2 separate regions of the Capsicum annuum genome follow, and region 2 is linked to region 1. A link is a contact called in public Hi-C data. All regions are on one chromosome and are shown on one strand. The core of a region is the stretch at or near the end of the contact, and the rest is flanking DNA. Distances in the headings are between cores, read along the strand shown.

Evidence for each region. A called contact is a pair of places that touch in the nucleus more often than the background predicts.
Region 2: a contact with region 1 is called in a Hi-C map of bud, with 2.7 times the contacts expected there. The contact joins the enhancer-like site here to the promoter of LOC107871248 in region 1. A contact is called at or near these places in 3 of 5 Hi-C or Micro-C datasets (bud and leaf).

Annotation. Positions count from the first base shown.
Region 1 is chr5:213,043,692-213,048,668 of UCD10Xv1.1, reverse strand. LOC107871248 (hydroxyethylthiazole kinase) reads right to left here and starts at 2,621. Exons shown (of 2, transcript XM_016718130.2): 1 at 2,014-2,621. The coding sequence starts at 2,478.
Region 2 is chr5:213,281,963-213,286,939 of UCD10Xv1.1, reverse strand. No RefSeq gene overlaps it. Among protein-coding and RNA genes, the nearest start is that of LOC107871249, 19 kb to the left of the region's middle. Within about 2 kb of position 2,984, at least 5 of the 5 cell types and tissues checked have an H3K27ac peak or open chromatin away from gene starts, as enhancers often do. A contact at or near this core is called in bud and leaf, where this site is marked.

The DNA of each region.
Region 1 (4,977 bases), core at 1,372-3,871:
CCCCTACTACCATAGCTCCCCATCTCTATCATGTTACACCCCTACCTTGCCCCCTACCCTACCTAGTGGTATTCCCCATTGATTGTGTCCCCATCCTCCAACACACCTCATCTTCAGCCTACTTTCATAGCTCCCATCCCCACTACGCCACACCCTTGTCCTTACCCCTGCCCCCACCTAGTGGTATTCCATATTAACTGTGTCCCCTACCCTCAAACACACCTTATCTCAGCCAACTTCACACTAGGTAACCAGTCAGGTGTAAGTGTTCAACATTTACGCAAACTCCAAGAGCTTTTGGAGTAAATTCAGGCATTTCATCAACTAAATGAATCATCATAACTAACACACACATAACTAAAACTTGCACAATTAATACGTGCACAACTAAAATTTGCATAACTAATAACTGTATTACTAATACCTTCATAATTCTAACCAACTACCATATGACCTTATATTGTCTTATCTTGGAATTTGAATCAACACAACCGTTAAAAAGAGCAAGAATCTCAGAACCATTGCTTCAAACCAAGTAACTCCAAACACGCCTTTCCTAAAACTTGATCCACCACCATCAACAGGATCAAGAACCCAAGGCTTCTTCAACTGATTCGCTACTTGTGCAGCCAACTTCATACTCGGTAACCAGTCAGGTGTAAGTGTTCCAACATTTATGCAAACTACATGGGCTTTTGGAGTAAATTCAGGCATTTCATCAACTAAATGAATCATCATAACTAAAACGTGCATAACTAATACATGCACAACTTATACGCGCATAACTAATAACCGTATTACTAATACCTGCATAATTCTAACAAGCTACCACACGACCTTATACTGTCTTACCTTGGAACTTGAATCAACACAACCATTAAAAAGAGCAAGAATCTCAGACCCATTGCCTCTAACAACACTAGGGTTTAAACCAAGCAACTCCAAACATGCGTTTAACCTAAAACCTGATCCACCAGCAGCAACAGGATCAAGAACCCAAGGTTTCTTGAACTGATTAGCCACTTGTGCAGCCAACTTTATACCAGGTAACCAGTCAGGTGCAAGTGTTCCAACATTCATGCAAACTCCATGGGCTTTTGGAGTAAATTCAGGCGTTTCATCAACTAACTGAATCATCATAACTAAGAACTGCATAACTAATACGAGCATATCTAGTACCTTCATAATTCTAACAAACGACCATACGACCTCACATTGTCTTACCTTGGAAGTAGATTCAACACAACCTTTAAAAAGAGCAAGTATCTCAGAAGCAGTGCCTCTAACAACACTAGGCTTCAAACCAAGCAACTCCAAACGCGCTTTTAACCTAAAACCTGATCCACCAGCAGCAACAGGGTCAAGAACCCAAGGTTTCTTGAACTGATTGGCCACTTGTGCAGCCAACTTCATAACGGCTAACCAGTCAGGTGTAAGTGTTCCAACATTTATACAAAGTCCAAGGACTTTACGAGTAAATTCAGGCATTTCATCAACTGAATGAATCATCATAACTCACACGCACATAACTAAAACCTGGATAACTAAAACGTGCTTAACTTATACACGCATAACTAATAACCGTATTACTAATACCTGCATAATTCTAACAAGCTACCACACGACCTTATATTGTCTTACCTTAGAATTTGAATCAACACAACCATTAAAAAGAGCAAGAATCTCAGACCCATTGCCTCTAACAACACTAGGCTTCAAACCAAGCAACTTCAAACACGCCTTCAACCTAAAACTTGATCCACCAGCAGCAACAGGATCAAGAACCCAAGGTTTCTTCAACTGATTTGCAACTTGTGCAGCCAACTTCATACCAGGTAACCAGTCAGGTGCAAGTGTTCCAGCATTTATGCAAACTCCAAGGGCTTTTGGAGTAAATTCAGGCATTTCATCAACTAACTGAATCATCATAACTAATACATGCATAACTAATATGCGCATAACTAGTACCTGCAAAATTCTAACAAGCTACCATACGACCTCACATTGTCTTACCTTGGAAGTAGAGTCTACACAACCTTTAAAAAGAGCAAGTATCTCAGAAGCATTGCCTCTAACAACACTAGGCTTCAAACCAAGCAACTCCAAACACGCCTTCAACCTAAAACTTGATCCACCAGCAGCAACAGGATCAAGAACCCAAGGTTTCTTGAACTGATTTGCCACTTGTGCAGCCAGCTTTATACCAGGTAACCAGTCAGGTGTAAGTGTTCCAACATTTATGCAAACTCCAAGTGCCTTAGGAGTAAATTCAGGGATTTCATCAACTGAATGAATCATTGCAGGTGATGCACCAGCAGATAATAAAGTGTTGGCCATGAAATCCATTGAAACAAAGTTTGTTATACATTGGATTAATGGTGATTTTTGATGGACTAATTGGAAATGTGTCCATGCTTGTTTTGGGTAATCTAAAGGGTCTTGGAGTTCAATGGTGTTGGTGATTTTGTCTTCTTCCATTGATGTTTTTGCTCTATTTTTTTAATGTATGAGTGTACAGGAGAACTGATAACTATTGTTAGGATGAATATACAAACCTTTTTTTTTTTTTTTTTTTGGATAGATTGTACTTTTTCCAGTCTGACATAATACTCGTGATGGCTTTTCCTTTTTAGTCAAAGCTAAATTGTGCTTAACTTTCCGTATTCGATGCCCCACTCATATTAAATTCTCCAAAAATACATTAATTTTGACAAACTCAGTATGCGTCTATTGACATTATTAAAGAATTCAATCAACATATAGATTAGAAAGTGTTATCAAATGTAACTAAGAGAGTAGGTGTTTGACCATGTTAGTGTTAAAATAAGAAAGAGTACAAACATAAATTCCGACACTTTGGACCTTAATCTTGTTATTTTGTAAAGTTATTAAAAGTCTCAATTTTGAATTTATCGAGATACATAGTTAACTTTCAATACATTGAACGAAGAAATATTTTTTTTTTTGTAAAGATATAAATAGCTTTCGATATTTTTTATTTTTTTTAGATCTTTCGAGATACATAATATATCCAACGAAGATATGTTTTTTCTTTGTAAAGATATATCATAAGTTTTCGATATATTTTATTAGTTTTTAATCTATCGAGATACATAATTAGCTTCTAATAAATCCAACAAAATACATAATTAATTGATATTCTTGTAATTATTTTGTAAGGATGACGATTTGAATAAATATGATAAGTTAAGGCGTGTTTATGTTATTTTTCTCATTTTTTGTTTAAGAAAAAGATCATTTTTAAAAAATTAGAGCTGTATATGATGTTTGCCCAAGCTTATTTTTCCTCAAAATTGCTTCTTTTTTTTTTTTTCTAAAATGTGAGATATTTGACTAAACCTTTGAAAGAAAATAAGTACCAAAAACATTTTTCATAAACTAAAAAAATAGCTTATCTGAAAAACACTTTTGAGAATATATACTTAGAAACACTTTTAAAAACTTGACCAAATACTAATTATTGTTCAAAAATATTTTTTAAAATTTATTGATCAGATATAAATTATTTCTCACTAAAAGTAATTTTTTTTTAAAATACTTCTTAGAATAAATGAATTTTAGAAATTGGACTGAGCAGGCTATTATTTTGGATGAATTGAACTTTTTTCAGTTTTATATAGTAGGTGTTTGGCAATGTTTCGATGTGAAAGTAATTTTTTTATTTTTTATTTTCAAAGTGAAAAATAATATTACAAATTGGAGTAGTATCTTTCTTGAAATAAATTAAAGTTATTATCCAAATTTTCTGAATAATTTAAGTGATAATAATTTTTTGTTGTTTTTAAACTTTTGAAGTGCTTTTGAACAGTACTAGAGATCAACCATTATAATTACTGACACAAACAAACCATTAATCCAAAGTACATACAAATACTTCGTAGATTTAGTGTCCGTTTGGATAAACTGAAAAAAATGGCTTTTAGTATTCGTTTGGATAAATTGAAAAAAGTGGCTTTTAAAAAATTCTTTAAAAGTGCTTTTGAAAGTGGTGAACTTATTTTAAAAATAAGTAGTTACGTGTTTGGATAAAAGTGCTGAAACTGAAAAAAAATTATTGATGTGTTTAGTAAACAAGTGCTTTTAAACACTTTTTTTTGGTCAAAATACTTGAAATACCCTTAAAGTTGTTAATAATATATAGAGTTGATTATTATTAATTTTTATTTCTAAAATGATTCAAATTAAAATTAATATATATTTTAATATATATATATATATAATATTTTTTTGAACGAATATTAATTTGTGCGCTAAAAAACTTCTTTTTGGTTAAAAAAGTTTAAATCATTAAATATATATGTTACTAATCATTATAATTACATTAATGGATAAATAGTTGATCACAAATGATACTATTTGTTTGATAAAAAGACTTTTAATTAGAAAATATATTACTCGTCGATTGAGTAATGACTATCACTATTAAAACATTGGCGAATATGAATGTCGCATCGTGAAGTATAGATAGATCATTCACTAAGCGTTTATGAAGTTATATATCTTCAATGAATATTCTCAATATATTTTGGTCGATGAATTATTTTTTTTATTAGAGAAATTCATATTTGTGCAATAATAATTGTTCAAATTTAAAAGGATTTATTAAAGAAGGAAAATAATATATAAAAATTCATAATTCATAAATTAGAAGTTTCATACAAAAGAAGTACTAATATAGTTAAAGTTAAATTCGTCATATAAACAAAAAAAAAAAATATTCAATTAATACAAGCATTAAAACCTATTTTGGAGCTACACAAGGGTAATTTTGGCATAAGGAATATTTTTTAGGGACAAAAATGTCTTTTAATTGATCAAATTAAAATGACTTAAAACCAAAAAAAATAAGTTAGGAATTTGACCTTTTAGTTTTTAACTTTTTTAAGTCGAAACTATGGCTGTCAAGTGGGCCGGGCCAATCCGGAACCGGTCCGTGTTATTTAACCGGGTTGAGGG
Region 2 (4,977 bases), core at 1,735-4,234, 240 kb before region 1:
TACAACTAGAACAAAATTGATCCTTCATTAAAATTTAAAGGTAATATACTTAATTAGTTAATTAGCACAAAATCTTACATGCAAAAAGATATGCAAAAATGTAAAAAGGCAAAACAAACCATCTCAACAATAGTGTAGTTTACAACATCATTTTCTGCGTGATTTGTGAGTTATTTACAGAAGTAAGTTCTTTAACACACATCTAAAGAATAATGACTGTGAATTTTCTGATGTTTGAAAAAAAAAAAAACAATCTCAACAATAATGTAAAGGTTACGTTGTGTTATATATAGATTAATCATACATTTCTTGAACTATTAACCATATTATAATTTAATTACTATACTATTGTTATGGTAAGCTTGTATTAATATTGCATATTAGTATGATATAATTTTAAATAATCTAAAATATATATTTTCTTGTATTATTTTATATTTATTTGAAAAATCAAGGAAAGACGATCATGGCTATGAAAAATTGTACAATATGCAATATAAAGTGTATTGTGGACTTTACTTTGTCTTATTTCATCACCAATTATCTTCAAGCACTTGTAATACTAGGGCTCATTCTCTTTATTCCTACACAAATTTATTCAAATCTATTTTTTATTGTAAAACAAATCAAAATGCTCAATTATCATCAACTTTCGTTCATGCTTTTTTTTTTAAAAAAAAAGTTTTTACCTTTTATTTTTTGTGGAAGTTTTATTTATCATTATTTAGTACTTTCTTCGGTTCAATTTGTTTGATTTATTTCCTTTTTTATGTCTTTTTTTAAAAAAACCTTTTTCATTTTTTGGCAACATTTGTAATTTTAACTTTCCACATGTCACATTCAAGATTATAAGATTAAAGAATATTTTGGTATATTTGATATATTTTTTATTTAATTTCACAATATTTAAAAAAAAAAATTATTTTACTTTTTTTAAATTTTGTACCAAATTAAAATAGATCAAACAAACTGGAACACATAGAGTATTAACAAAATAGTGCATTTCTAAGAAAAAATACAAAACTCGTAAATGTTAAATTGTGCTTTTGAATATGTATATACGTATTTTCAAAATTAAAAGCTTCTAAAATTATGTTTTAGCCAAAGGTCATTTTAATTTCATAAACTTCTAATAATTATAACAAACTTATAAAATTCATTGAAGTTAATTTATAAATCATTACGGATATTATATCAAACCAAAGTTGAATTTCTTATTTAAAATTTAGTCCATTATATAATATAAGATTATTGATGAGTATAGTTTTGAACTATGACTTGAGATTACTTTTAATTAATATATTTCAATGAAATAATAAATTACAATGGGATTTAACTGATATAAAAATAATTGACACGTTTAGTTCATACTTGGAGAAAAGAATTTAATTAGTCAGTGTTATTTATTTGTCTGATTTTGATTTGATATTGAACTGTAACAATTTAAAAAAAAATAAAAATTAAATCTTATATTAATAGGCTAAAAATATGTATAATGTATCAAAATACTCTTTAAATTTACAGAATCAATTAAAAGAATATCAAAAATAAAGAGGTGTTCTCCTTTTCAATAAATCAAAACGGATAGAGTCCTTTTCAATAGATTAAAACGGATAGAGTGTTATATTAATAATAAAATAATAAAAAAAAAGATACTGATAAATGATGAAAAAGTCTCCATTTAATTTTAACACTATACATACTACATATAATTCTAAAACTATAATTTATTTAATTTAATTGATACATTTATTCATATTATATCTGTTGACACCTAATTTTTGTCCTCCAAGACTAAGTTTAATCTTGAATTTCTTCGATTTTAAATAAATTGTAACATTTATTTTTATCCGAATTAAAAATGCTTTTCAAAGTGTTTATCTGGGCATTTTTTGTCATTTTTAGCAAAGATTATGTATTATATAATTTTGTTACTTAAATAATTATTTTACAAAATATCATATTTTAATCAAAGCTTGTTTCAAAATAATAATAATAATAATAATAAATAATAAATTTAAATTATTAAAATATTGATTTTAATATAATTTATTATCAAATGTATTTATTTGGACAAATTTATCATTTTAAGTAGCGATTATATATTATCGTATCCAATTATACGAAATTTTATAATTTTGTGACTTAAATATTTATTTTTATAAAAAAAAAATATGAAATTGAATTTTAATCAAGGCTTATCCTTAAGTAACTTTAAATGATTAAAATGTTGATTTACATATAATTTATTTTTGAAATAATCTATTTGGAAAAATAAGTGTTTGATTTTATTAAATCAAGAAACTCGGGATTGAACTAATTGTTAATTTATTTTTGAATTTTGATTCAGTTTAGTCAATTAATTAAATTTGGCCATAATTGAATTTCATTAAATTGTGATATAATTGATAATTTTTGTTTTGGCTAGATTTTAAATTAAATTGGCTAAATTAAAAATATCCCAAAACAACCTAATCCTAATTAATTTTGGACTGCTCCAGCAGCCCAATAACAACAGCCCACTACCCCTTTTTCCCCTTTCATACAAAAATAACAACAAGCCCAAAACCATTTTCCAGTTTCTTTTTCTATTTACTACCAGCCCAAGGCAACAACCCAACACCACCGCTGACCCGGCCCATACCATTTTCCTTTACCCCTAGACAGCGTACAACAATCATTATCAGCAGCAATATCACGACAACAAAAAAAATAAAAAATATATAATATCATCAACGATCCATAGTAATGGCGTTCAACAATTCCAACAACAGATCCAAAAAAAAAAAATCACGAAAATCTCTCTTTTTATCTTTTATCTCTGAATTTTGTTGGCCTAGAGCCATCATTGTTGATTTTGGCTCAAAATTGTGTGTCCTGTAACTTCAAAATTTAATCCGAATCCAAATTTACGGGATATGTTTGATCCCTTTTCAATTATTTTTCAAATTCCCCAAAAAAAATTTCAACTATAAAGAGGAGCTCGGGCTTCCATGAAAAAAAGGAAGGACAGGACAGTAGAACAGATTTAGTAAAAAAAAAATAGGTAATTTTCTTTTTGGCTGTGTACTTGAAGTTTCCGAGTTCACGTGGGGATTGCTACGGTAGGCTTGTGGTTTGTTTCGCTGCTCCAAAACAGGTAATAATCTATTTCATTTAGTGTTGATTATTTGGCTTCGTTTTTATATTTTGTGGGAGAAAATGGTCAAATATCTTCCAATCTTTACCCAAATTCGAACTACATACTTATATTTTGCGAGTCCTATTATCCTATTATCCCTGAACTATTTTATGCACACGCCTATCAACTAATTCCACGTAATATTGTTATTTTTTTGATATAAAAAAATTATTTTTATCTTACTTTTTTCTTATTTTTCAAGGCCCATTTAAACATCTTCTCAAATGAAAACACTTTATCCATGGAATCCAGAACTTCAATTAACCCTCAATAAAATCCCACCCAAACAACTCAATATCCCTCACAAAATCACTCTCCCATCCCCTTCAATACTTCTCCGACATTTGTCTCATCATCGTTGACAAACCCAAAAAACAACACAACTTAAAATCCATTCTTGATGCTTAAACAGACAATTTCAACTAACCCCACAACTCAAAATCCAATCTTGATGCTAAAACAGACAAAATCAAGAAACCGCACAACTCAAAAATCAATCTTAATGCTGAAATAGTGCAAAAAAAAAAAAAGTTTAAATATGAATATTGATTTTGAGAGATAATATTAATTTCATGGCTTGAAATCGTTTCACTCGATCCGAAATCCTCATGAGACATAATTTTTTGAACTAATTCCCACTTTTCATTTGAACTTACACCAAGCATCGCTTTGATTTTTTCTAATTTCTGAGAATTGTGAGATGAATATGCGTGTAATTGTTTATGGAGTTGGTGTGTATCACTGGTATGTTTATTTTGAAACTGATCTGATGGCCGGACAAGCTCCATCGATTGTGAAGCCGTTCCGGCGAAAACACTTGGAATTATTTATCCTTCTTCACAAAAAAGAGAAATCAGTGGATCCAAAAATGATAATTAAAAATTAATGGTGAGAAAAATGTGGGGTTTGCAGTATAAATGAAAATAAAGATAAAAAAATAAAGATGAAAATGAGAAAGATGAAGAGGGTGAAGGAAAAGAAAATGGAGAGAAAAAGAGGAATAAAGGAATGCATATATATATAAAAGAAATGCAAAAATAAAATTTTTATTTTTATTTTCGGTGCTCAATCTCTCAAGGAGAGTGAGATTCACTTTCTTTGCCACGTAAGCATTTATGGAGGTAATAATATCATTTTTAAATAGTTCAGGAGTGATAGGACTCCCGTGAATTATAGGTGTGTATTTGGAATTTGAGGTAAAGATTGGAGGACTTTTAGCCATTTTCTTTATTCTGTAGTTATTTTTTTTTTTTGCTTTTTTTTTGCTGGGAGTAGCTGTAGACGGCTTTGAAGGCCTTAGGTTCAGTTGTCAAAAGTGACTGTTTTCATAGGATTGACGGATCTGACGTATTAGTTATTGCATTTTCTTTTACTATTTTGGTACTCGTTATTGATTTAGCTCGCTATGTTTAACATTTAAATGTTATTCCAGGTAGTTAAAATTCTTTCTAAAATGTCATTTTACATTATGTTTTTATGATTAATAGGGTCAAGAAAAATTAAGATATAATCTTTCTTATGGTATTTTGGCTATTTTGTTTTCATTTATTTTGATTATAGTACATATTCATGATACGTTGAAAAGTGTGATTTCCTCTTTTTGCCTACTTATCAGGAATATTTTATTCAAATCTCCAAAACAGGTAATAATTCATTCCATTTAGTGTTGATTATTTGGCTTCGTTAGTTATTTTTTGTTTTGGCTGAGAATAGCTGTAGACGGCCTTGAAGGGCTTAGGTACAGTTGTTAAAAGTGACTGTTTTCAAAGGATTTGACGGATTGTTAGTTATTGCAT